Regions from separate parts of the Mus musculus genome. Here regions 2, 3, 4, 5, 6 and 7 are each linked to region 1. A link is a contact called in public ChIA-PET, HiChIP or PLAC-seq and promoter capture Hi-C data. All regions are on one chromosome and are shown on one strand. The core of a region is the stretch at or near the end of the contact, and the rest is flanking DNA. Distances in the headings are between cores, read along the strand shown. Region 1 holds the start of Fbxo9 (f-box protein 9). Region 2 holds the start of Slc17a5 (solute carrier family 17 (anion/sugar transporter), member 5). Region 3 has its middle 35 kb from the start of Klhl31. Region 4 has its middle 46 kb from the start of Eef1a1. Region 5 has its middle 50 kb from the start of Gclc. Region 6 has its middle 23 kb from the start of Gclc. Region 7 holds the start of Gclc (glutamate-cysteine ligase, catalytic subunit).

Region 1 (3,676 bases), core at 603-3,102:
TTAGGTTTCCAGAATCCATGTGAAATGGCTCACAATCACCTCTAAGTCCAGTTGCAGGTGACCTGATACCTTCTGGCCTGTTTAGGAACCTTCACACTCATGGTGGCACATAAACTTACACAAGCGTACACACACAGAAGTAACAGTAAGCAAGTCTTTTAAAGAAAGGAATTAAAAGGCAGTTAAGAAATCTCGGGGAAGTCCCCGAAGAGCCACCATACGATTCCGAGGAAATAGAAGCCTCCTTCCAGGGTTCTTAGTCTCATTAATAAAATAATTTAAATTTGGACACAGACAGCACCTCAAGAACTAGGAAAACTAGGACTGGCGAGTTGTAAAACGGGAAACAGCCAGGAGGATGAGACTGAAGCAGAGAAACAGGCGTGGAACACGACCGGAAGGGGAACTTCGGAGGACAAGGAAGCTCAAAGCTTTAGTTAAGGAATGTAAAAGCATTCTTGGTCTCTAGCTAGAAAAAGTTTACCTGGTTCTGCCTGAATCTCATGGTGGCTTCTAGGGAATGACACCCTAGATTCTGGAAGAAAAATGACATTGTCTTAAATTGATTTCACCTTCCTAGGGGTAATCCCATGGGCCAAGTCCCTGACCTATATCCCACTAGATTAGTCTATAAGGGAGGAGCCAAGGACAGTCTCCACCTAGAGGTGGATTCCATTATTTACAAAATCTGCCGAGAATAGGTGACAGTGCTCAGCCCTAAATGGGACATATCTATATCCACTCCCCAGCCCCCAGCTCCGGGAACATTAAAGAAGATGGGGTGGAGAGAATGTAAGAGCCCGGGGACAGGAAAGAGTGTTCCGAGATGCTGTCTTTTGGATATGTCACGACAGGTGTATTCATCAGCCTACTGAAATTATGATAATTTCTACAAAATCAGGCCCAAAAGATAAGGCAATATTCCAGCATTAACTGGACTCAGTGGAATACAAACTAACTAAATAGACAACATACACAGGATTTGCAATTTCTTACTGTAATCAAGTTGCACCCCTCCCCTTTTACCTCCATGTCTTTGCCGAAGACGTACTTCATTTCTGAGCTCCAGAATAAAGTAGCACAATAAAATTTTAAGTTCTGTGAAGTCGGGTGAATGTAGCGTCCTGGCTGTTAGGTTCTAACACTTACAGAAACTCAATAAATGTTGTCTAAATGTCTGTCAGAGGCCAGGAAGCCCGTAAGTTTTGCTAGCATATGCCTGTAGGTGAAAAAGTTCTAAAATGTGCAATCCAAGTGCCTTCTATTGACGTGGAATCGGATGTTTGGACTGTAAGAAGTGGCACCGGGTTGGGGGTGGGTGGGTGTAAGTTCCGGCTCAACGTGGAACATTTGACTACAAATCCCAGCGTCCCTTGTAGTGTCCACTCCTTCAGGAGTCGGGTTTCAGGCCTTGAAAAGGGCCGTCCTTCCCCCGTTGTATTGTGGGATCTGTAGTTCGACGTGACTTGCGTTGGCTGTTACCACTCTCCGGCTGCACACATGAGCGTACGTTTTCTTCGGTTCAGAGTCTGTGGGGTTCAATGATTGTTGAGTTTTCGCTCTCTTTTCTCATTCTGACAGGGCACCCAGTGTCCAGGGCGCCTAAAGTACTGTCCCCTAATGTCCAATTAGGATCGACTCAGGGGGCTCTACTCCAAATTCAGGTTCAAACATTTTGAGCTAACGTCTGCTCCTTCCTGCCTGGGTGTTCTCAGCATCAAACAGGCGGGCTGAGTGAGGCGGGCCAGCTTAGCTCCACCGACGGCTGCACACAGTAGGCCCATCACCCTAGCTCGCGACGGGTGGCTGGTAGCCAAGCAGGCGGCGGCGACGGCGACGACGGCATTGCGCATGCGCGGCGCGGCGGCGCAGTTTCCGCAGCAGAGCAGGCAGCTCCGCCGCTGCGTCCAGACGTCTCCTGCTGGGCCGACGCTCAGCTCTTCGCTCGGTGCTCGGCCTCCGCTGGCGACCGGCGACCCCTCCGCAGCTCGAGTCCCCGGCCGCCGCAGCGCGCCTGCCTCCGGCCCCCTGTCCCGCGAAAATGGCTGCCGTACGCCGGGCCCGCAGTTATTGCCGCTGCCTGGTGCGCTTCTCCGACCGAGAACTCTGCTAAGCCGCGCTGCAGCAGACGGGCAGGAGTAGACACCGGGCAGCCGCCACCCCTCCGGGAGCCGGGCGCGGGAAGCCCCTCGACTGGGCCGGCCGCCGGCCAGCATGGTAACCGAGGAGGGAGGGCAGCAAGGGCCGGGTGGTGAGGGCAGGGTTTGACGGATAGCCGAGGAAAGGCCCGCTTCGGTCACTCCAGACTGTCCGAGCTGGGAGTCGGGTCTCAGGTGACCTGTCCTGGCTTCTGCACAAGGGAGGTGGCCCTGGCAAGCGGTGACACTTGTTGATCGCTTCTGTTCTGGCAGCCCGGCCCATAGATGATTTCGGGAGCTCCACGTTTGGGACGCACGCCCTCGAGGTGTCAGTGGCCCTGGTAGGATATTCGCAGGCAGTGCTGGCAAACTGGACTTGGAGGGATTCTTGCCAAGTTTCTTGATAGCGAGGGCCTAAGCCGCTTCTCTGCTGTGCGGACGGAGAGACTGCGCCAAGCTCCATGTGTGACAGCTCCGGTCTCACGGGACTGTTGCATGGAGTATGTAGGCTCTGCAGTGACTTAAGAAACTAGTTTCCGGCTAGGGCTGGATGATTTAAGAATGAAAGATACCAGACTGACTGGGAGAACACTCAAGTGGCTTTTTTTTTTTTTTTAACATGAATTGGCTGCAACGGTTTATTTTATGAAACTAGTCTGGTGCACAGAAAACACACTAATTGATTCTTCTTCTAAACTTTCAAAAGTAGTCCTCAAACCACGATTAAGCCCTTAACCTTCTTTATGTTCAGTTAATCTCATCTGCGAAGAAACTAACCCACTAAACTATACCATGATGCTTGAGTAATTTTCAACTATGAAAATACTGATGATTAACTAAGCTCCTGCTTATTTCAAGTGGGATTAAAATCGACTAAATGTAGTAAAATTCCAGTTCCTACTGTCAAAATCAAGGTTAACAATGGATTCTGTTCTGAGATAGGCATTCTGTATTCAACTAGTTATTTTTGAGCCTCCGACTAGCCTGGCATGGTGTGGGGTTTGGTGCAGTACCAGATCTTCAATATTAGCAAACCTATTAACTGTGATCTGTGATAAACTTTTAATCACATCTGAAAAGATGACCCAGAATTCAGAATCACTAATTCTCTTTACAGATCTCTCTCTCTCTCCCTCCCTCTCTCCCTCTCCTTAAATTAATGTTTTAAAGTGTGTGCTAGATTTATGTTAACTTGACACAGACTAGAGTCATCTGAGAGGAAGGCACGCCTCACCTGAGAAAGTGTCTCCGAAAGATCAGGCTGCAGTCAAGCCTGCAGGGCATTTTCTTAATTAGTGATTGATGGGGAGGGCCCAGCCCTTTGTGGGTGGTACCATCCCTTGGCAGGCCGGTCCTGGGATCTATGAGAAAGTTGGCTGAGCAAGCCATGCAGGAACAAGTCAGTAAGCAGCACACCTCCATGGCCTCTGCATCAGCTCCTGCATCCACCATTGTGTCCTGTTTGAGTTCCTGCCCTGATTTCCTCAGTGATGAGTAGTGATGTGGGAATGTAAGCCAAGTAAACCATTTCTTCCCCA
Region 2 (3,676 bases), core at 780-3,279, 480 kb before region 1:
TAAGAATCGCCCCACATACACACACACAAGCAGGGCAGGATTGATACTTGCCTTTAATCCCTGCACTGGGGTGACAGAGGCAGTCCTGGTCTACATAGTGAGTTCCAGAACAGCTAGGGCCTCACAGTGAAACCCTGTCTCACCACACACACACACACACACACACACACACACACACACACACACCCTTCAGTAAATGATGACAGGGTGCCTGTCAGTGCCGTGGATAAGACTGCCAGCTGATCCAGTAAAACCATGGATCATAAAGTTGCACAAGAGTGTACCCTAAGTGGGGCTTCTTGTCAAAGTCTTAGAAATCTCCCCAGGTTTACAAGTCTGGGAAAGGAGAAAGGTCATTCTGGAAGGATGCTTGGGCCTTACATATGGTCCTTCACAGCAAATCATGTTAATTGTGCAGAAATTCTTAGCTCAGCTGGCAGGATATGTCCCCCAGACCCGGGAGTGAGGGACTCCTTTCCCATGTCCCCACAAAGCCAGCCTTCCTATCCTACCTCGAACTCTGCGTACTGACTTTGCAACTTTTCTGTAACCTGAACCTTCTCAGGTAATAAGTGTACTTAAACATGGTGCTGCTGATTTCAAACTCCCCAAGGCTGTTGGAATCTGATTCCCTATGTTGGAAGATTCCCTTGGCTGTCCCTGCCAAAAAGGATGATCTTAGCAATAAAGGAGAGGAGATACAGTGTTGAACAAACCTATTGGCTCACACAGGATAGCAGAGGTGCAGAAAGATGAGAACCCCGAGGCTAATGAAATCTGAAGCCGTCTGTTGGAGGAGTTCAGGGGTGGGGGGGTGGGTACAAGGGGATGAGTTAGGGAAGCTGGGTTTGTTTGTTTGTTTGTTTTTGTTTTTTTGAGACAGGGTTTCTCTGTGTAGCCCTGGCTGTCCTAGAACTCACTCTGTAGACCAGGCTGGCCTCGAACTCAGAAATCTGCCTGCCTCTGCCTCCCGAGTGCTGGGATTAAAGGTGTCGCCACCACGCCCGGCTTGAAGCTGATCTTTTTGTTCTAATCAAACCTTCAAACAAATTGAAATCCACTCACATGGAGGACAAGCAAACTGACACATCAAATTAACCACACCAGAAGTGCTGTTTGTACATACATTTTATAAGAATTTGCCAGGCGGGTATGCACAAACTCAAGGGCTTTATCTCTACAGCTGTCTTTTTGAAAACTTGCCCATCAGCATTTACTGGCCCAAGAGTTAGGGATATCTTTAGTAAATCTCAGTCAGCCCTTCTTCTAGACAGGGGCCTCACCTGACTTTCTGAGCCTCTGCTCTTCCTTGGTCTGCGTGGAAATCTCTAAGGGCGTCTACCACATCTGTCTTTTCCATCGGTCTGCAGATATGGCTTTTATTACTCAGAGGCCCGATGGCCCCACCAAGGCTGACTGAAGCATTTTCCTAGTTCCTCTTTCTTAGAGTCAGCAGTAGGGAAAATCTGTCCAAATTAGATTTACAGAGAAAACTCCCCCACGCTCATACATCACGTGGCCTGCCCGCTGGGGATGTAGGTCAATGGTATGTATCAGCGTTAGTCTAATATGTGTGAGGCCCTGGGTACAATCAACAGTATCTTCCTAAAGAGAAAAGGCAGCTGCCTACATTGGGGTTCACCTCTGAAACAGTCAATTTCGTCGGACAAAACATGATTTCCTTTGCTACTTTTCAAAAGCCATATGCTGTCACAAAACGGACAAAGACTGAAAACTATTATAGACATTTAGAAGGCAAATAGTCCCTGCCCATTTCCCTAGCTCCCTATCACTGCGAGATGCAAACCCCATCGCCGCCTTCAGGCTGTCCAATGCCCGGGCTTTTACTAGTGTAACAGAGTCCTGGGCTCCCTACCGCTGGTGACACACATCTTGCACAGCGCAAACGCCACGCCCAACCCAACCCTGCCCACAGCGGGAAATTGCCCGAAACTAAAATGGCGCCTTAGGAACAGGCAACCAGATATGGGCGTGTCCTGGGGCGGGGCAATATCCTGCCCCGCCCAGCCAGCACGGCGAAGGGCTGTCCTGCCGAGAGCTAGGTTGGCCAAGCAACGACGCCGGCACATCTGCTCTCCAGGCGTTATGAGGCCCCTGCTTCGGGGTCCGGCGGGAAACGACGATGAGGAGAGCTCGGACAGCACCCCGCTCCTGCCGGGCGCCCGGCAGACCGAAGCGGGTGAGCTGCGGGACCACCGAGTGATTGCTAGTGGCAGCGTTCCTGGCGGGCGGGTGGTTCCCGGCCGTGGGCGCCTTGAAGGAGTGGCTGCGGGGTCGGGGGGACAGGTAGCCGCTGTAGTGCTGTGGGTCGGGACGGAGGTGCCTGTGGCGCTGGCGGGACTGAAGCAATTCAGGGTCGGAGGGGTACCCGATCCGAGTCAATAAGCAAAGGGGCCAAAGTGCTTCTTGCTCCCCTCCAGCGGCCGCCAGGTTTCCGCTTATGCCGGCCTGTAAACATGTGATCTGGTAGCGCCTTGTTGGGGAGGAGAGACAAAAACAAAACAACAACAAAGAAGAGTTAACAGCTGTTGAGTGTGCGGGGGACAGTTGCATAATCCCGCGAATATCTTGTGCTGTAAGACACCAAAATATTGCAGACATTTCTATTTTTTCCTTGTCTATCAGACTGCAATTTAAGTTAGGAAACAGGTTATTCTCAAGATAAGATATCTTTAGCACTCTAAGACAATATGCCGTACTAGAGGTCTTGCAGGTGCTACTTCAAAAAGCATCTTCATTGCGGGGGGGGGGGGGGGGGGCGCATGTTGCACAGAGGTATAGTCCTTGCCTGACAAGGTTCTAGTCTCCATACCCACCATCCCCCAAAACACAAGTATGTGTCTTCACTGGATTTCGCTACACTTTTGTAATGTAGCTTCCTGAAGCTACAGAAAACTAAAGGACAAATCGGCTTGGACACATTCAAGGATATAGGTGTGAGAAAGAATTGAACTGGAAATTTGCCTTTGTTGGCCCGGAACAGTCTTCTGTCGGTATGTCTTTTGTTGACATTACCAAAGAATTCTTTCGTAACTGTTTTAACCATCCTTCCCACTTGTGTGGGTAACTACCCTACTTTCTGACTTTATTCAGACTACTTCTGTTGGCTTTTGGGTGATCTGTTTTGGTTTTGTTTTTATTTTTAGAATAGTTTGTTAGGGAACTGGAAAGATGGCTCAGCAGTTAGAGCACTGGTTGCTCTTCCAGGGGACGAGGGTTCAGTTCCCAGCACCCACATGGAAGCTTACAACCATCCATAACTCCAGCTCAAGAGAGCCAACACCCTCCCTACTCAGACACACCTGTGGTACACAGACATACATACAGGCAAACATTCGTACATAGAACAGATTTTTTTTTTAAAATCTAAAATAGAATGTTTTATTTTGAAAAGTGTAAGGCATCAGTAGGTCAAACCTAGGACTTGCATTTTTTTGGTTGGTTGCTTGGTTTTCTTTGAGACAGGGTCTCATGTAGCCCCAGCTGGCCTCTATTTTGTAGCTGCAGGTGACTTAGTTCTCCTGACCTTCCTGCCTCCACCTCCTGAATGCGTGGTAAGCAAGCATTCTGTCCACTGATTCACACCTCCTGCCCCCTTGGCTTCCCTCTTGGGTTAGAATCGAAGTTTGACACTTTGCCACTGCTCTGGATTCCC
Region 3 (3,676 bases), core at 889-3,388, 440 kb after region 1:
GCTTAGTATTGTTTGAACTTCTGAATTTATGGCTGGTGCTCATATGACTCATTATAGAGGCTACTGTGACCTCATAACTCTTGCCTTTCACAAACCTCCGAAAGTAGAGTGTGGTGTGGGCAATGCCCAAGTCTGCTCCCACTGGGAAAACTATGTGGATCTTCCTGCATTGTAACAGCTGTGGCCTGTGCATTGGCAGGTGAATATTGAAGCAGTTCTAGATGAACAGGGTACTCGTGAGCTCCTTGATGAACTGATTCTGCTCTGGACTGTGGTTTGAATGTGAAATGGCTTCCATGGGTTCCTGTGTTTGGACACTTGGTTCTCAGTTGGTGGTGCCATTCTGTGTAGAAAGAATGAATGGCTGTTGGAGATGGGTCACAGGAAGTAGGTCTTTGAAAGTTACAATGTAGCCCTGCTTCTGGCCTGAGATCTCTGTTCCTTGTCTTAGTTAGGGTTTCATGGCCGTGAAGAGACACTGTGACTAAGGCATGTTGACATGTGGGTCAATCTGTTGAAGGATATTTGCTCCCAGATGGAGCCGACATAGTCCTTTCCTTGGATATATTTTTCACACTGCCTTCAGTTTCTACCCTCAGGATACTGGATATTGTTGCCACCTCTATTTTCCTAACCTCTTTTGAAGGCAAACTTTTCATTGGGGCTGGCTTACAGTTTCAGAGGTCCAGTCCATTATCATTATGGTGGGAAGCATGGCAGTGTACAGGCAGGCATGGTGTTGGAGGAGCCAGAGTTCTTCATCTCTATTCAAAGGCAGCCAGGTGGAGACTGTCTTGTCCAGGCAGCCAAGAAGTCAGGGGGAGGCTCTGCTCCACATTGAGCAGAGATTGAGCACTCCACATAGCAGCCCATTACCATCTGTTACCCCAGGCTCAGGAGATCTGATTCTTTTATAAGAATGCTTCAAGCATGCATGTGATAAGAGACATACAAGCAGACAAAATATCCACACACAAAGGAGACCTCAAAGATTGCCTACATAGTGAGACACTTCCTCCAACAAGGCTACACCTATTCCAACAAGGCCACACCTCCTACTACTGCCACTTGCCATGGGCCAAGCATATTCAAACCACCATATTCCTCATCTGCCAAGCTGTGTGGCAAGCTACTGCTGCTATGGATTGAGATGCCTTGTTCTCCCCACTATGATGGGCTTGTAGCCTTCAAAACTGTGAGCCATAATAAGTCCTCCTTCTATTAAGTGTTTCTATCATGTACCTTATCACAGTGACAAAAAGGGTAACACAAAAGTCTTTGGAACAAATCAATAATGCTACACTTTAAAAACTCATTTTTTTGTGTGTGGATATTTTGTCTGCTAGTATGTCTCTTACACATGCATGCTTGAAGCATTCGTATAAAAGAATCAGATCTCCTGAGCCTGGGGTAACAGATGGTAATGGGCTGCTATGTGGAGTCTGGGCATACGACCTGGGTCACCTGGAAGGACAACCAGTGTTTTTAACCACTGAGCCATCTCTTTGGCCCCAGTGTCAAACTTTTGAACCTGTGATGAGTGGGTGATTGTGATGGTTTGAATTAGAATGTCCCTCACAGGCTCATATATTTGAATGCTTAGTCACTGGGGAGTGGTACTATTGGAAAGGGTTAGAAAGATTAGGAGGTGTGACCTTGTCGGAGGATATGTGTCATTGGGGGTGGGCTTTGAGGTTTCAAAAGCCCAAGTGTGGTTCAGTGTCATGCTCTCTTAGTCTGTAAGTCAGGATGTAGCTTTCAGTTACTACTCCAGTACCACCTTTGCCACCATGCTCCCTGCCATGATGATAATGGACTAGGCCTCTGAAACTGTGAGCCAGCCCCCTGTAAATGCTTTCTTTCATAAGAGTTGTCTTAGCCATGGTGTCTCTTCACAGCAATAGAATAGCAACTAATTAACCACAGTGGTGTTGCAGCTAGAGGGGTTTGAATAAGCAATGTCCCCCCATAGGCTCAATTATGTGAACACTTGGTCCCCAGCTGGTGGCACTGTTTGGAGGTGTTTGGAAAGCTTTGATAGCATTAGGTGTGTGACTGAAGGCTGGCTTTCAGAGTCTGTGCTTCACCCTCCATCCATTTTACTCTCTCTGCTTTCTGTGTGTGAACAGAGCTGTGGCCTCTCGGCTTCCTGTTTTGGTTACCTGTTGCCATGCTTCCTCTACCACTACAAGCTTTCTCTCTGGCACTGTAAGCCAAAATAAGCGCTTCCTTTTATAAGACACTTCGGTCATGGTGTTTTACCATAGCAGCAACAACAAAAAATAGCTAACATACTAGGTTCTGTTTTTTCTTTGTTTCTTTTCATCAGTGCTAATCTGTTTTCACCTTCTTTAGTTGCGTCTTTACGTGTGCATTTGAGAAGTTTTCAAATCTTTTAACTCCCCTTCCTTTTGGATCCCTTTAGTAAATGTGACTAAAAGAAGCCAATAATAGCCATGTCACAGAACAGACGCTTACATTCTTGGAATCTCCTGTTTACAGTAAGCTCCATCACTGTTTACAAATTCCTCCCACAACCACTTCCAAGGGTTTTTCCACATTTAGATATTCAGAAATGGCCTCACTATGTGTTAGCTTTACGTTATTATGATAACCTACCATAACTAACTTATAAAGAGAAAAGATTTCCTTTGTGTAACAGTTGGGAAGTTTCAGTACAAGACCATGCAGTCCCATCTGTTCGGGCCTCTGGTAAAGACAACCCACCATGGTGGGTGCTTGTGATGGGACAATTCCTGAAAGAAGCTGAGAGAGAGCTAGTCAGGGCCTTATAACCACCTCTACATACACTACATTGTTGAAACAGAGCTGGAGAGTGAGTCCCTAAGACAGTGGCCTTTGATAAGCTGGGAGGACAGGAAGAGAAAAAGGTACAGGCAGGTAGGGATTTCTTCTGCATTGAGCTTTAGAAACAGGGACTCAGTGGACTATTGGGAAAGATGAGTTTTACTGCTGATCATGTAGATACAATGTGTCCTTCCCTGTACTGGGTAGCTACTAGAATCATTCACTCTCTCTCATTCCTTTCTGTGTCCTGTGTACTTTGTGTAGGAAGGAATGTGAATTGGAGGCACACTTGGGAGTTCACGTTCTGATTTGTCTCTAGCTTCTTGGCTCCTTCGCCTTCTTCATTCTTCTGCGTGTCTAGGGTAACAAAGCGTGCCCAGGCTTTTTCTTCAAAGACGTTAGGAAATCAAAGACAGAACAAAGGTCGAGAAGAAATACAGTATGGAATTGTGAGGAGCTGCATATTTCTGATCTGTTCTTTTAATGCATAGTGGTAATTAATGTTGACTATAGGTAACTCAATGTAGAAATGTCATGGTCTTGACAAATGTATAGACTAGCTTTGTGTTTTCACAATGTTTTCCCATATATTGCTTAATTGTGTATTTGTAACCACTTGATGGAGTGAGTAACGTGATTGTAATTGAGAGTGATTCTTACAATTGCAGAAACTGAGGTCCAGACTCCAGACCATGTATTTAGCAATTTTGTTTATCAATTTTAGTTTTTCATTTCTCATTTTAGACTGCTTTCCAGGGACCACTGAAGAGGCAAATAGGAGTCAATTCTTACTTCACTTCTGCAAAGCTTCATACCATATTACGCTGAGTAATGTTGAATTTCCAGATCATTGTGGGAAGGATCTGGG
Region 4 (3,676 bases), core at 495-2,994, 420 kb before region 1:
GTGCAGAATTCAGTGGCTTTTCTTACCCTGTCCTGCCATTTTGCTTTATCCACTTATCCCTGGGGGGACTTAGGGTTCTCTAGTTCGAGGACGTTGTTAATAAAGCTGGTGTGAGTTGCTAAGAGACAATTCAGTAGATAAAGATGCTTGCTGAAGCCGGGCGTGGTGGTGCACGCCTTTAATCCCAGCACTCGGGACGCAGAGGCAGGCGGATTTCTGAGTTCGAGGACAGCCTGGTCTACAAAGTGAGTTCCAGGGACAGCCAGGGCTACACAGAAAAAACCTGTCTCGAAAAACAAAAAAAAAAAAAAAAAAAGATGCTTGCTGAAAAGCCTGAGTTCCATCCCAGGCACCACGAGAGGAGGGACTCTCATCACACACACACACTACGTAATTTAGAAATGATTTTTTTTAATAATGCTGATAAGTACACTCATGTGTAGACATTCTGTATTCCCAAAACAAAAACTATTAAGACAGACCAAACAAAACGTTAAAAGCATTTGTGAATAGTGAAGGAGGGATTAGGTTTTCTCTTCTAAATTTTCATTTTATCTTGTTGAGACTGGGTCTCCTACATCCAAGGCTGCCCTTCAGTCCCTGACCTTGCTGCTTCCACCTCACAAAAGCCAAGACCTCAGGCCTGTGCCACCAGAACTCCTTTATTTAACTAGAATGTTTGGAAATTAAAAAGAAAAATCAATCATGGGGGGGGGGGGCGGGGGGAGGACCGTCAGGGTCAATCTGGAACTGACTAAAGGCTAAGAAAGCCAAAGCAGGCCTCTCTGGCGCTGGGCTTTAAGTGCCTGCACCCTCGGGCATCGCCGGTTTGGCTAGGCTGTAAAGTGGCACTGTGGGACAAAGTGGCACTTGTTGATATTCACGGCAGCCACGGGCCTTGCCAAATGGCTGATTTACTTTGCCTGGAGTTTGTCCCTCAGCTCTGCCTCTTCCTACACTCTCTTACCCCAGTATAAAGCCCTTCTTTTTTAATGTTTTTTTTTTTCTAATAACCACATTTTTCTATTTTGAAACAGTTTCAGGAAATCCAAACTGGCCTCAAACTGACTCTGTAATGAGGGCTGGCCTGGATCCCCCTGCCTCCACCTGGCGGCAAGTGCTGGGATTGCAAGCATGCCACACCACGCCCAGACAGTCATTCATTCACGCATTCGTTATTTATTTACTTATTTTAATAATTTAAGTCCGTGTGTGAAGGTCAGAAGACAGCTTATTGAAACCGGTTTTCGGTTTCCGCCTTCCCAAGGGACTGAACCCAGGTCTTCAGGCTTGATAGAAGCTCCTTTACCCTTGGAGCCACCGAGCCTGTCCAAAGATTTTTAAGAGAACTATTTTTAAAACACACAAACGCTCTTCTCTTCTGACGCTTGGGACTTACGACAGGTTCCATGCCGCACTCACCTTCCGCGTGAATTTTTTGACACCCCCCCCCCGGCCCCCCAGAAACTCGGATTTGCCCCACGGCAGCGGGCGTTTCCCCTGGGGGAGGAGCAAGAAGAGCTTACAGCACTCGGGAAGCACGAGTTTGACTCATGCCTTAGCGGACTCAGGAAACCCGATTAGCAAAACCTAGATTTCTTTGTCTGGAGAAAGGAGATGACTCACAGAAACCACGTGCAAAAGAAAGGCATTTAAAAGGGCTCGATGGAAAGTCACTGCGGGCTGGGGAGCCCCTGGCGTCACCCGCCCGCGCTCCCGCCTCTGGCCGCTGGAGGCAGCAGGGTCACGAGGCAAAAAGACTTTCCTGACCCTTGCTTCTCAGTTTTTGTTCTAAAAGGCAATGTTAGCTCCTAACCGCAATTCTGGCCAAGTGTGGTGACTTTGAAACCAAACCTGGAGCCACAATGTTGTTAAAGAGCCACGTTGTTATTAAGTCTCCATACCTTACAAGAATAAATTTGTTTCCTAAGCCTAATAATGTATTCTACAAACCATGTTTTTCAACCTGTGCTTAACTTGTAACCCCATGATGTATATACCCTTTGTAAATCCCTTTGCCTTGCTAAACCCCTGAATCTGTAAGCTATGATTGCCCTTTTGCCTTACGGAAATGTTTTTCCAGATACCTTGATGAGTGCCCTTCCACACCCCACAGACTGCCTTAGGTCCTGAGTAGCCCCTCTCCTCCACCACCATGTCCCCACCCCAACTTCTATGTCCAGGGGCTAACAGCCAATTATCTCAACAGCTCTTCTCTATCAACCCTAACCCTTCCACATATAAGAGACCTCAAAAGCCAGTGAGGGGATGTTCTGAGACCCGAACTTAGGGAAAGTGCACAGTCTAAACACAGCTTGCTTTAATCAGACAGTCGTCGAAATAGTTTTTTTCTCCGGTCTAAGGTTGACCCACATTTTAAACCCCAACACTAGGAAGGCACAAAGGGCCATTTCTGTGGATTCCAGGCCAGCCTTGTGTACATAGCAAATTACAGCCCAGGCTACATAGACCCTGTCTCGAAACAATATTGCCTTTAATCCCAACTCTAAGATCAGGTGTTGAAAGTCATCCTCAACTACATAGTGAGTTTGAGACCAAAACTGCAGGGCCCCATACACAGAATAGGAGCCTGGCATGGTTACATATGTCTACAATACCCAAGTGTAAACAGGTGAAGTTAGAAGACTGCAAATTTGTGGCTAGCCTGGACTACAAATAGAAACCACGTCTCAAAATGGAACAAAATCAAGAACTCCACCTCTGAAACCTTTGGCCCCATTCCCACTATAGCTGAAGGCCAGCATGGATCTCAGTACAGAACTGGCTTTTCTGCCAAGAACAGGGACTTCAGAAAGAAGTTGGCTGAGGCCTGGAAGTTAGAAGGTGGTTCCTTAAAAATGCAGTCAGTTGTTTAATAGAGAATTTGCTGTCTTTGGGATTTCTCCTGCAGAACTTTCGAGGAGTAGAGAAGCTTCAGCCAATATTGAGAAAGCCAATAGAAGTCAGACATGGTGGATGGACCATTCCTGCAATCCTAGCACTTGGGGTGTAGAGAAAGGTGTGCTAGCTCAGAATCAGCTAGGACTACAGTCTTAGGCCAGCCTTGGTAGATAGCAAGACCCAGGCTCAAAAAGAACTAATTTAGCTCACGGCTTTAATTGCAGCCCCTGGAGGCAGAGGTAGGCAGATCTCCTTGAGTTCAAGGCCAGTCTGGTCTACAGCTGGAGCTCCGGGACAGCCAATGACGTGTTAGAATGGCGGGTAGCCGCTCAACAGCACACTAGGCCAAAGCAGTTCAGCGTGGAAAAGGTTCTATTGGAAGGGAGAGACAAAGTAGTGGCAGAGAGAGAAGAAGAGGGGGAGAAAGAAAAGAGGGGGAAGAAAGAGCGAGGAAGGGATGTTCTCCTTATTTATATGGAAAATGACATAACAAGTAAGGGTGGGAGGTGAGCCAAGTGAATGCTGGGAAGATGGTGCCCGTTGTCTTGGCAACCGGTCTGGAGGTTGCAGGTCGCGCTGTGGCCTATGTGATATCATAGGTTTGGAATGTCCTGATGCCAACATACCTCCCTTCTTGTTATTATAAAGAGAAGGGAAGAAAAAGGGTGTGGGAGCAGGGCGTGGTGGCGCACGCCTTTGATCCCAGCACTCGGCAGGCGGATTTCTGAGTTTGAGGCCAGCCTGGTCTACAAAGAGAGTTCCAGGACATACGGAG
Region 5 (3,676 bases), core at 475-2,974, 400 kb after region 1:
CGGATTTCATATGTCAAGATGGTAATCTTGAAGGTAATCAGCACCTTTGGAGATGAATAGGCCATGAAACCGAAAGATTAATCTACTCAGGCACGGTGACAGCTTTTAGTTCCTTTTAAAATAATCTTTCTGTTATTTGATGTAACTCCTAGGAAAAGGGCTTACAACATTGTGCTTCTTTCATAAGCAGCTTCCAGTCACATGTGGGTATTTAGGGGAGCCCCTTCCGATGATGGAGGAGAAACAAGAGGTTAGAAAGACCCCGGCCTTGAGACTGTTTATGAACATGCCAAATAATTATACTTCGAGGGGGTATTGTTTTATGAGACCCAGCAGGTTCATGGGGAGACACTGGCAAGGGACATGAGAGAGCCTTCCTAGAAAAGGAGAAGAGACACATTCTTTCTTGAATGGAGTGGTAATGTAATGAGCACAGAAACCCTCCAGCTCTACATCAGCACATGTGGTATGGATGCTATGGTTTTTTTTTTTCATGTTTATATTGCTGGGATTCACAAAATCGTACCCCATAATGTCATTTTGGCATGCTAGGTTGGAGGAGTGGTCTTAGAGATCATCCCTTGAGTCCCACACCCTTTATCCCAGCTCTCCCACAGGCACAGGAAAGGAGTTACTCTGCATTAAGACCAGACCCATGGAAAATCACAACTGCCTTCCATTCTCATGAAGGAAGATCATAGTCTATCAAAGTGCATCCACACAGGGGTGGACTCTGTCCCAAGATAGCATCTTGCTTTCTGGCTCATTCAGATTCCAGAGAGTCACTTTATAATCTCATCTCTATCTCCAAGCCTCTTCATTCCCTTGATAATCATTTACTATCCTTCTAAATTGCCTCTATTTCCACCAGGTTTTTTTTTTTTTCCTCTATGGAGAAGAGTATACAGGTCTCACTGGGTTAGTGGGGAATCACACTCCTGAGCCTTACTGAGATAGCGAGGAGTCACACTAACATCTGAACCTCATTGGCTCAGTGGAGGCACACTCCCATGACTGCCCCCTGTGCACATCAGCAAACCGCTGTATCACTTCCTCAGATGGCCTCTGGGCTGTCAGTTTATGTCAGTCAACGTTCCGAGGTCCAAGGGATTTCCTTTACCTTTCTACCACCTGAGTAACGAGAAAGGCAATTCAAGTAGCGAAGGAGTGACATCCGGGTGCCCTGTCAAGTGTCACCTGTTTTCTCTCTAGGTTTTCTTTTTCTTTTTAAAGAACTTTTGTTTTGTTTTGCTTATGGCACTGGGAATTGAACCCAGGGCCTAACACTCTAGGCAAGTGTTCTCTCACTGAACTACATCCTGAGCCCTTTTGAGTTTTACACAGGACCTCACTAAGTTGCCCAAGGCTGGCCTTGAGAACAGTCCTAGCCAAGCAGGCCTTGAAATTATGGCCTTCCTGCACCCATCTCCTGGGTAGCTAGGATTACAGGCTTGCCCCATGATGGGTCCAACTTGTAAAAGTTTTCCTGTAAGAATATGTATGGATGCACTATATCAAACCAGTGCTGGGGGCATGGATCATGTATGGTGTTTGGGGTATTAGTAATCACCCTCCACTGACCTTGCTCAGAGCACACACATTTCATTTTTTTGCCTTCATCATGCATTCTCAGCACTATGACTAAGGATATAGCCAGGTATGACTGAGTCAGACAGCACACCTTTCAGGAGCTGATATTAAGCTTTGTCTTTATAGCTCCAATGTCTGAGCTTTAGCCCAATGCAGCTTAGAGTTGTCACAGTGAGTCAGCAAGAGCTTAAATGCTCAGTGTAAACCAGGAACACATTCCTGTCGGAAGGAAATGGGATCGTTCCTGCCGTTCGGCTAGCTCCCTTGGCTTTTACATCTATTTGGAGGACCACCTGATCCACAAGTAACCAGAACAAATGCATTCCCTGGATTGACAATGCTTTCCTAGCAGGCAGTTGGCTATGGCGACAGGTTCTTAATCACTTGCTTTGAGATGATCTAAGGCAATCGTGCGTGTAGAGAGTAATGCTGGCTTCTTTCTTCTTCTTTTGCTGAAGTTTCCTTTACAGTGGGCCAGCAGCTCTCCTCCCTCTGCAGACTCTGGTGCCTGTGGATCCCTCACGACTGCACTTTTACTTCAGTCATGACACTCTTCATGCCATGTAGCTCCTTGGCCGTCCAAACCCTCAAAAACTTACACTACCAAAGAAACGCTTCTCTTAAACTTTCCCGACTTCAATAGTCCTCTTGGGATTTATGTAAACTTTTTATTTGTTCCCAAAGACGTAAGTTCCCCCAAGTGGTGGATACTAGCTAAGTATTGATTGAAGTGACTTATGATGAAAAATGAAATATTTACTTCTGTCAGCTGAGTAAATATTTAATTTGCTTAAGCATGATTATGGGCATTGCCATTTCCTGCTTTCAGGGAAATGTTGTCTGTTCATAACTTGTTCCTCTGGGTTTTCCTTTCCTACCTAGCTCAGATATAGTTTATGAGGTGTATGGAGTTAAATAAGGCAGCATACCTCTACTTAAAATAAGGAAAACAAAACCCAAGTTCCTACAGCCAACACAGAACACTCACCCCTATCTGCCAAAGTTCACAGTGTTTCCTATGGGAAACAACCATCTCAGTGCAACTCTGACACTGTCTAGCTAGAGGTTGGATCTTGAAAGTAAAGTGCTTTTTGAGACTGATCCATTTGTGACACCAAATAACACAGCAGAGTACTATATGTCCTTCTACCATTAGCTATAGACCAGGGCCCCGTCACTATCTCCATGGATTTAATTAATTTGCTAGCAAGGCTCGTAGGACTTATGCTTACTGGCTTATTGTAAATACAGAAGAAGACCCAGACAAAAGTGACACAAAGGACAGGGTACATAGAAAGAGAGTTGGAACTTCTCTGTGCTCTCTGGGCCTACAGGTGCCTTCATAGGTTTAGTACGCATGCATATGTGTGTTTGTGTATGCATGTGTATGTGCACATGTATGCATGTATGTGCTCATGTGTGCATGTGTGTGTGTGTATGTATGTACTCACATCTCAGGTGTCTTCCTCTACCACTCTCTACCTTAATTTTTGGAGGCAGACTCTTTCTTATTAAACCTAGAATTCCCTGTTTGCTTCCAGGAGCTGGCCAGTGGGCTCTGAGCATCCTCCTGCCTCTGTCTTGTTGAGGTGTGCACTACTATGCCTGCCTTTTTATGTAAGGGCCGAGGATCAGAACTCAGGCCCTCCAGCTCCAGCAGCAGGCCCCGCTCACTCAGTCATCTCTATGGCCTCTTTAGATTCTTATTGACCCGGTTGATCAAATCGTCTGCCACTGTAAGAGCTTAGCCTGAAGCGCCTCTCCTTTCCATGGAGGAAGAGGCTAGGGCCTAGAACCAAAAGTTCCAACTCTCTAATCATACTTAAGTCTTTCCAGTACCCACCCTTCCTCATTCTAATCGCATCTAAGAGCCCTTAGCCACCAGCCGTCTTGGCACACAAAAGGACTTTGTCACTCTATAGGTCCCCAAAATATCTAGGAGCTGAATGTCAGGAAACAGGGAGGAAGAATGAGCATATGTGTCATCATAACCACAGACTTCTCACCATAAATCCCAGGTACTCATTGTGGTTTTTTTTTTTCTTTTTCTTTTTTTTTCCAACTTGGCACAAGCTAAGTTGGGAAG
Region 6 (3,676 bases), core at 323-2,822, 380 kb after region 1:
TTTACCCCTCTGTGTTCACTCCCTGTCAACTGGTTGGTTGCTCTGTCTCTTGATCTATGGTTGACTTTATTTAGTTTTGTTTACAGTAAGTAGAAAGCTCTGGGATTAAAAATGTGTGCTAGAGCTGAGCCACATCACAACTAGAAACAGGTTTTTCCCAGTAACTAACAAAATCTCAGGTCTCACAGTATGATCCATACCCTGGAACAGAAGAGAGAAATGGAGAAGGGACACTTCAACAGAGAACACCCTGTCTAAAAAGGAGGGTAAGGAAAATAATCCCTTATGACTTTTTAATGTGGATTCAAAAACATTAATGGATGTCTTTTGTTATCTAAAATCTCAATGACAGGGTTAACATGTAAATATTTTTGGTTCTCTGTGTACTTTTCTGCCCTATCTTGTTTACAAAATACACACCCTTGTTAGTGTACAAGCAATTCCATTAGCCTGCTCTCAGGGCCCTAGCAACAGCTTATGTCATCATCTGTTGTATCACCTGCCGCCAGGTGCACCAGGTGTGTGCTGCAGATAAAAAGGATCACCAGGCACCCCAGCTCTCTCTTTGTTCTCTGTGCACGTCTTCCTTTTCTCTGAGACCTGTCTCTGGTTTCTCTTTCTGCCCTCATGGCTCTCTCACGGCTCCTTGTCTGTCTGTCTGTCTGTCTGTCTGTCTGTCTACATGTCCACTTGTCTACATCTATCCCTTCCCCAGGTCCTTGCTCCTCTCCCTTCTCCCAATAAATCTCTTTCAAACCAGATCTGTTGCATGGCATAACTTCTCAGGGCTGTACCTTGGCATGGACCCCTTGCTGCATTATATTTCAGAACATTGGAGTCATGACCTCAGAGGGACTCTCCTGGTGTTTAACCACGTTGGGATCCCACCTGTCTGATACATCGTGGGAAGATCTGCTTTCTGCTTCACCAGTCATTGGGCATTCCATCCAACCCTGACAATTGGTGAGTTCCCTCTCAAACTCTGCTTAAATGTTTCTCTGGTTCTGACCATTTCCCTGGATGAGGCTTTGTTCTTTCAGCATGATTTCTCGACCTCTTGGCTACTCTTGAAAATCCTGGTACCAGGTCAACTATGTCTGTTCGGGCTTAGCCTTGGCTCCTGTTCACTGGATGATGACTCGTGCCTTCTCAGGTTGGTCTCTCCCTGCATCCCTGGGATGCCTCTGACCCAGGCCTGGGACTCTTCTCATCCATGGAACTATGTTATCATAACTTCTACACCTAGCTTCTAAACTTATGGAATCTGGCCTCCATATACCACCAGGGGAACGTGAAAAAAATTCTCCTTTCTTTACTCCTTTTTCCTCGCTCCAAGCCCTGCTTGCTTCTGTCTGATCTCCCTCCCTATATTGAGTAAATGTTGCACCTTTAAGTTTGCAACAACTGGGAGTTGGAGCTGGGTAGGAGCAGAAACTGCAGCACTCCCAACACACACCCTTCTGCTACAGCATCCACAGCATCCGCTCCTAGAAGCACTCCAGAGATCTGTGAATTTGATTATAAATGCTAGAGTCTGATCATTAAGTCATTGTGTCTTCCACGTGGCTCTCAGCCCGCTTCTGTGGGCTACATGCACTTCCCCATTCCTGGCTTTCTGCAGCCAGCCAGAGGTAAGCTAAGCACACACTCTCTTTCTTCCTTCCTTTATGGACTCAGATTTTATTTGCAAAAACTTGGCCCCATTCAAAAGGCAGAAACTGGCACACCTTCTTTCCAAATTCCCCCTGCTGTGAACAAATAATTCTCAAATATATTTAAACTTACTCCACTCTACACTTAAGGTTCCTCACTCTTAAAATCTTTTATCTCTGATTTCTTTGCATTCTCCCTGCCCCCGGGGGTCTAAAATAAAAGAAGATATGTTGTAAACTCTTATCTAAGGATTTGTAAATTGCTCATTGGGTATGGTTTATAATCTATATAATCTTCAACAACAAAAGGCTTGGTAATGTGATTTGTTCTATTTCCCAGGCTTTGAGACAACAGAATAAAAGAAAATCCACGTGAAATGTCAAATGGAGAGAAGGTTGTCTTGTAACTTCTAATAGGAAAAAAAATCATAATTAAAAAATGTTTAGAGGTCATCTTAATTTGCTACAATGTGCCAAGGTTTAGGGAAGTAAAATGAGAAATAGTAATTTAGTAATGAAAGAGAGTTAAGAAGGATATAGTATGAGCTTAAAGGGATAAAAAGAGAAAAGAATATTTAGATGAGGATGAATTTTGTATAAGAATTTGTCCCAAGAAGGAAAAATAAAAGGTGAAGACAAAACCATGAAGGCTTTAAGTCAAGCTGCAGAAAGTCTTAAGTCATTCATGGTTTGTGGAAGATGGAACCCAGGTGATGTGTGTTTAAATATTGAAATTCCTAAGGTGTGATCACTAATCTTGGTTGTCAACATAGCACACCTGGGAAGAGGAAACCTCAGTTGAGGAATTGACTTCATCAGATTGGCCCGGGGACATGTCTGTTGGAGTATTTTTGTGATGGCTAATTGATGTAGGAGGGTCTGGCCCACTGTGTGTGGTGCCGTTCCTGGGCTTGCATATGAAGGGCAACTAATGAAAGTCTCAGTCCTGAGAAGTCACAGTACCAGAAAGTGCTGTGTAAGCTGCCAAAGGTGAAAAACTTCCAGTAATCCTACCCAGTTGTGGTGCCTGGGAACCACGACAATGACCAGCACAGCAAGCTGTTCCCTAAGGTGCCATAGTGGCCCTCATATCTTGACAGTAACCAATAGCTCTCTAATTAGACTTAAGACTCACTCAATAGGAGAAAGAGGACAGGACTCATGACTAGTCCTGGAAACTTAGCCAACTACCTGGGGTTAGTGAGGCCATGACTTTAGAGAACCTATGATGACCACAATGATGACGACGACAACGACAACGACGACATTACTAGAGCAACGTAATTTTTACTTGCATTCTAAATACTTATTCTTTTACCAACAGATGAATGTAGATCAACCCCATCAGAAAAATTTCTCTTTGTAGCAGAAAACCATTACAGAAAACTGGAATTGGTTGAAATGCAGAAAGTGAATGATCATGGGTGCCCAGCCCCAGTGGACATGTCTACACCACAGCTCCTGCATTCATGGCTCAGGAAACAGTGAAGAAGATGTGCAGAAAGGCTGCATGAAGCAAAACAAAAGGAAGCCTGCATTGTGTGTATTGTGAGGTATCCACCAGAGAAGACTGCTCAGACATGAGTTTAAGCCAATGGAAAGTCTGTGTTACCTGGTCAGTGATTACACTGGGCATTTGGGATCCCAGTGCAGTTCCAACCTTTTCTCAGGTTTAGTTTTTCAGCAAAAAATCCCCTATATTCTGGGTTGGCATACTTAAGTTAATATGAACAGTTAGCTAGCAGCTGAACTACAGAAACCAAAAAGCAAGGTTAGTACATTTAGAGGCTCCAGACTTTGATAGATTAGGTCTTTGTCTTTTTATTTTGGCAGGTGGTGCTGTCTGCATACTGTGTTTTATGTCCTGAAAGGTTCTTCCATCATAGATTCAGTTGTGGGTGGTCTCTGCCAATACCATGGCCAGCAGAGTGTCAATCCACAAGAGGGAAGAAGGGGGTCTGGTTCAGTATGACTCCATGGCTAGTGTTGGTTCAGACTTTGAGAGTTTGACACCATGTAGTTTA
Region 7 (3,676 bases), core at 622-3,121, 350 kb after region 1:
TCCTGCTCTGCTGTTCCTCTCACACCACTCACTTTACTCGTCTGCCATGGGAAGTCTCTCCAAACAGGCAGTTAGTTGTACATGCTCTTCCTGCCAACAGGGGGAGCGTTTTTTTTTTTTTTTTCTAAAACAGAAAGAAGGATCTGGATCCGGGAGGTTCCTGGTTAGTAGAGAAAAGGCAAGGGGCATGGTGAACCACTGTGCTTCGACTGCACTGAACATCTGCGGATGAAGTTCAACTCCAAATGGTTATAAAGACATTCATTTGTTTTTATTTTTGTCTTTATGGAGTCCTAGCAAGACAGCGAAAAGTAAATTTTTGATTGCTCAACAGTGGCTGGTTCCATGAGAACCTTAAAGGACGCCACAATTTGCTGCTGCCAACTATATATATTTCCTAGTTAGGCCCTAGGAAAAACAAGTGGATAAAACCCATAATATCCCTGCCCTGTATATGATACACGGAACACAAATGAAGAACTGTCAAATGTAAATACACAACAAACTTTGGACTAAAACTGGAGAACTGCCAAACGAGTGTGTCCCTTTCCTGAAAGAAAATGTGGTGATAGACAATTTTTTTTGTAGGAATATATATTAGTCCTAATACTTCCTTAGGCCAAGCATAATTCTTTCAGCTGCAGATGGCAGAATCATCTACCAACATTAGATACAGAAAAACTAACTTTTCGCAAGCTAGTCTATGCCGGTACAGCAACACTTTGAAACTTAGCCCAAGGATAATACTAAACGATAAATACATACAGGAGTGGCACGCTATCTGCCGTAAATGCCAACCCCACACAATAAAGGTCAGACTCAAGAGGTTATTTAACTTTATGTATCTTTTTATCAATGTGCTTATTTAAAAATAGGGGATGCACACACAAAAAAATGTTTTTAGCGTTGCCGCTTTCAGATGGTTCGAACAAATGGGTCCCAGAGATCATGCACAAGTTTTAGCATTGACTGGTAACGCTTAGCTGCTGGCTCTAACCAGTCTTACCTAACCTCTAAGTTGTAAGCATTTACAGTTAAACCGGATAATGAAGTCTCCCGTCTTTTAGGAAGACAACCCCAAGTCCTTAGGTCTAGCAATGTATTTGTTGCAATGTATAACTCTAAAGTTTGCGGACAGATGTGAGATGTGTCAGGCGTTTAAGAAAAAGAGCTAGAGAAAACCGAGGGCCGAAGCAAACACCCTGGAGATTTGAAACGTGATAGCAAGCCAGCCGGGCAAGTCGGTCCTGTACACACTCATCTCCAAGGCGAACAGTGCGACCGGACGCCGGGAGGCAGATATTCACACTCCTCCCGCTCAGGCCCTCCCTGTGTCCGAGCGGCTTGCCTCCCGACAGGAATGAATGAGCCCGAGTGGCCAGCGCCGAGCCCGGGCCGGTGGCGGGGCCGCGGGCGGCCTGGCCGAACAAAGGCGCGCGGGCTCACCTCGTCACCCCACTTGAGCACGTCCTTGTGCCGGTCCTTGACTGCGTGGTAGATGTGCAGGAACTGGAGGATGCCGTGCCTCCGCACGTGGTCGGCGTGGCGCTGGGTCTCTTCCCAGCTCAGTGGCGAGCCTTGGGACAGCAGCCCCATGGCCGCGTCCTCCTCCCGGCCGCAGCTCCGCTCTGGGGGCGCCCTCGGGCCGCGCGGCGGGCGTCCCGTCCGTTCCCGCTCCGGCTCGGACCCCGCCGCGCGGTTGACAGCCCGGGTCGGGGTCTCTCGCCGCCGCCCGGTCTCGCGCTCCCACGCCGGCCCTGCGGCCCTGGCCGCCGCGGCAGCGCTCCACTCGGCGCCGCCGGTGTCGTGCACGGGCTTCCTACTTGCGACCCAAAGCTGCGGCGACACAGAGCATGCCCAGTTCCGCGCCTGCCGCTCCGTGCGCCGCGCTCCAGATTTTATAGGCTGCGGCGGGGGCGGGGAACGAAGCGGCAGGTCGTGGGTGGGGCCTGGGGCGGGGGCGGGGCTGAGGCCGAGGGTGTCCGCGGGGGGGCGGGGCTGTCTGCGAATAAGGACTGAAAAGTCTGGGTCCTAAGAGAAAACTGGGTCAAAAAAAAAAAAAAAAAAAAAAAAAAAAAGGGAGGGGGGGAGAGGGAGAGAGAGAGAGAGAGAGAGCTGAAATATCTGAATATCTGTTCAACTCTGTACTGGTAGAAAGGGTATAAAGTTAAGAGTAATCCTTTTTTTTTTTTTCTTTTTTCTTCTTGGTTTTTCAAGACAGGGTTTCTCTGTGTAGCCCTGGCTGTCCTGGACTGGCTTTGCTGGACTCGAACTCATAGAGATCCTCCTGCCTCCCATGTGCTGGGATCAATTATGTGCACTACCACGCCTGGCTGAGTAATACTGTGTGAGTGTGTGTGCGTGTGTGTGTATGTGTGGTTTTTCGAGACAGGGTTTCTCTGTGTAGCCCTGGCTGTCCTGGAACTCACTCTGTAGTCCAGGCTGGCCTTGAACTCAGAAATCTGCCTGCCTCTGTCTCCCAAGTGTTGGGATTAAAGGCATGTGCCACCACTGCCTGGCTGAGTAATACTTTTTAATAAATGTTGTACGACTCCACATGGCATGGATATGCATAGAGTTGATTGCTGGTTATTTACATGCGTCCATGTATGGGCAGGGATTAGATATATGTATATCATCATTGTAAACCCTGTACGTTAACTATTTGCCAATGGGATCTCTGGTCGGCACAGAGATCACTCACTGTGCAAAAGAGGTCTTGTCTTGTCTTGTCTCCAAGTGTGCAGTGTGAGAAGTTTCTTCAGAAGTTTCCCCACCTTCAGAACCGAAGGTCCATCCAGCGGTGGTCATTCTATTGCTCAGGAGAGCTTTACCCTGAGTGCGGAAGGCTCTGGGAACTGGATTCCGTGGGAACGAAGGGAAGGTACCTTGCCCGAATAGTTATTCGATTAATGTTTTGCAACTGTATAAATATATGCAGTAACTAGATGATCCATTCATGTACAGAGGGCAGAAAACATTTATTACACCCTCCCCCCCCCCACACACACATTGTAACTACATTTTCAACATGTAGTTACTTAGAGACAAGATCTCACTAGATAGCCCAACCTGGCCTTGAACTCCAGGCAGCCATCGTGCCTCAGCCTCCTGAGTGTTGGGATTAGAGGCATGGACTTCCACATTTGCTTTAGATTTAATAGTTAATGAACACTCATCACAACATTCAATGAACACTAATCGATGAATGCATGATAGGAATATTTCCTCATTGAATGAGGCCATCAAAGAGCTTGGGGCCACAGATACTGAAAGTGTGGCTGTGATTTGCACAGTGGAATGCATTTAAGTATGTGCACAGGTTAGATGGCATCTAAAACTGAGGAGACATGATGCTGTCTCTCTCTCGCACATAGCTGGAATAATATTCTTTTAAAAAACCATTCTAACACCACCACCACTCAATCTTCACTACTTACTGCCCACTACCTTATTGTGTCCTCCCCACCATCCTTGCTAGGTTGTTAACTATGTTCTGATCCACCATTCTTTCTTCTTTTCTGGGTGCTGCAGATTCTCCAGCTGATACACTCCTTTGAGTCCTGACTACTCTGTGTTGTGCCTGAATTTGTATCACTATATATGTTGGATACTGGCTTTCCTTAGAGTACCGGTGATGTCTGTGTGTTTGTGTGTGTGTGTGTGTGTGTGTGTG

Evidence for each region. Promoter capture Hi-C pulls out the DNA fragments that hold promoters and counts their contacts. ChIA-PET counts read pairs in DNA pulled down with a chosen protein or histone mark. HiChIP or PLAC-seq counts read pairs in DNA pulled down with a chosen protein or histone mark.
Region 2: a promoter capture Hi-C map of pre-B cells shows a contact between it and region 1, with 4 times the contacts expected there. The contact joins the promoter of Slc17a5 here to the promoter of Fbxo9 in region 1. A contact is called at or near these places in 5 of 39 promoter capture datasets (embryonic stem cells, erythroid cells, hippocampal neurons and 2 more), 2 of 484 Hi-C or Micro-C datasets (CD4 T cells and embryonic stem cells), 2 of 115 datasets of contacts at active chromatin or transcription factors (embryonic brain and extraembryonic endoderm stem cells) and 2 of 9 other capture datasets (adipose tissue and liver).
Region 3: a contact with region 1 is called in an RNA polymerase II ChIA-PET map of memory CD8 T cells, with 7 read pairs. The contact joins the enhancer-like site here to the promoter of Fbxo9 in region 1. A contact is called at or near these places in 2 of 39 promoter capture datasets (the C10 cell line and liver), 4 of 115 datasets of contacts at active chromatin or transcription factors (acute myeloid leukemia, bone marrow-derived macrophages, memory CD8 T cells and 1 more) and 2 of 9 other capture datasets (liver and macrophages).
Region 4: a contact with region 1 is called in a promoter capture Hi-C map of liver, with 4 times the contacts expected there. The contact joins the enhancer-like site here to the promoter of Fbxo9 in region 1. A contact is called at or near these places in 3 of 39 promoter capture datasets (3T3-L1-derived adipocytes and liver), 1 of 15 datasets of contacts at CTCF or cohesin (embryonic stem cells), 3 of 484 Hi-C or Micro-C datasets (embryonic stem cells, erythroblasts and liver), 4 of 115 datasets of contacts at active chromatin or transcription factors (the NIH/3T3 cell line, effector CD8 T cells, embryonic stem cells and 1 more) and 2 of 9 other capture datasets (adipose tissue and pancreatic islet).
Region 5: a FOXA1 HiChIP or PLAC-seq map of pancreatic cancer cells shows a contact between it and region 1. The contact joins the enhancer-like site here to the promoter of Fbxo9 in region 1. A contact is called at or near these places in 2 of 39 promoter capture datasets (both in liver), 1 of 15 datasets of contacts at CTCF or cohesin (the NIH/3T3 cell line), 1 of 484 Hi-C or Micro-C datasets (liver), 2 of 115 datasets of contacts at active chromatin or transcription factors (bone marrow-derived macrophages and pancreatic cancer cells) and 1 of 9 other capture datasets (liver).
Region 6: an H3K4me3 HiChIP or PLAC-seq map of bone marrow-derived macrophages shows a contact between it and region 1, with 2.7 times the contacts expected there. The contact joins the enhancer-like site here to the promoter of Fbxo9 in region 1. A contact is called at or near these places in 4 of 39 promoter capture datasets (the C10 cell line, hippocampal neurons, liver and 1 more), 1 of 484 Hi-C or Micro-C datasets (uterus), 5 of 115 datasets of contacts at active chromatin or transcription factors (bone marrow-derived macrophages, craniofacial prominence, fetal liver and 2 more) and 2 of 9 other capture datasets (adipose tissue and pancreatic islet).
Region 7: a promoter capture Hi-C map of erythroid cells shows a contact between it and region 1, with 19 times the contacts expected there. The contact joins the promoter of Gclc here to the promoter of Fbxo9 in region 1. A contact is called at or near these places in 9 of 39 promoter capture datasets (the C10 cell line, embryonic stem cells, erythroid cells and 5 more), 20 of 484 Hi-C or Micro-C datasets (CD4 T cells, CD8 T cells, LSK cells and 14 more), 20 of 115 datasets of contacts at active chromatin or transcription factors (the SCID.adh cell line, acute myeloid leukemia, astrocytes and 17 more) and 4 of 9 other capture datasets (adipose tissue, liver, macrophages and 1 more).

What each region holds. Positions count from the first base shown.
Region 1 is chr9:78,106,832-78,110,507 of GRCm38.p6, reverse strand. Fbxo9 (f-box protein 9) reads left to right here and starts at 1,852. Exons shown (of 13, transcript NM_023605.2): 1 at 1,852-2,217. The coding sequence starts at 2,215. It also overlaps a transcript of Cilk1 not described here.
Region 2 is chr9:78,586,398-78,590,073 of GRCm38.p6, reverse strand. It overlaps Slc17a5 (solute carrier family 17 (anion/sugar transporter), member 5), which reads left to right and starts at 2,029. Exons shown (of 11, transcript NM_172773.3): 1 at 2,029-2,200. The coding sequence starts at 2,107.
Region 3 is chr9:77,669,698-77,673,373 of GRCm38.p6, reverse strand. No RefSeq gene overlaps it. Among named protein-coding and RNA genes, the nearest start is that of Klhl31, 35 kb to the right of the region's middle. Within about 2 kb of position 2,138, at least 12 of the 459 cell types and tissues checked have an H3K27ac peak or open chromatin away from gene starts, as enhancers often do. A contact at or near this core is called in memory CD8 T cells, where this site is marked.
Region 4 is chr9:78,525,474-78,529,149 of GRCm38.p6, reverse strand. No RefSeq gene overlaps it. Among named protein-coding and RNA genes, the nearest start is that of Eef1a1, 46 kb to the right of the region's middle. Within about 2 kb of position 1,744, at least 404 of the 459 cell types and tissues checked have an H3K27ac peak or open chromatin away from gene starts, as enhancers often do. A contact at or near this core is called in 3T3-L1-derived adipocytes, the NIH/3T3 cell line, adipose tissue and 6 more, where this site is marked.
Region 5 is chr9:77,702,354-77,706,029 of GRCm38.p6, reverse strand. No RefSeq gene overlaps it. Among named protein-coding and RNA genes, the nearest start is that of Gclc, 50 kb to the left of the region's middle. Within about 2 kb of position 1,724, at least 26 of the 459 cell types and tissues checked have an H3K27ac peak or open chromatin away from gene starts, as enhancers often do. A contact at or near this core is called in pancreatic cancer cells, where this site is marked.
Region 6 is chr9:77,730,172-77,733,847 of GRCm38.p6, reverse strand. No RefSeq gene overlaps it. Among named protein-coding and RNA genes, the nearest start is that of Gclc, 23 kb to the left of the region's middle. Within about 2 kb of position 1,572, at least 9 of the 459 cell types and tissues checked have an H3K27ac peak or open chromatin away from gene starts, as enhancers often do. A contact at or near this core is called in bone marrow-derived macrophages and microglia, where this site is marked.
Region 7 is chr9:77,752,730-77,756,405 of GRCm38.p6, reverse strand. It overlaps Gclc (glutamate-cysteine ligase, catalytic subunit), which reads right to left and starts at 1,871. Exons shown (of 16, transcript NM_010295.2): 1 at 1,447-1,871. The coding sequence starts at 1,596.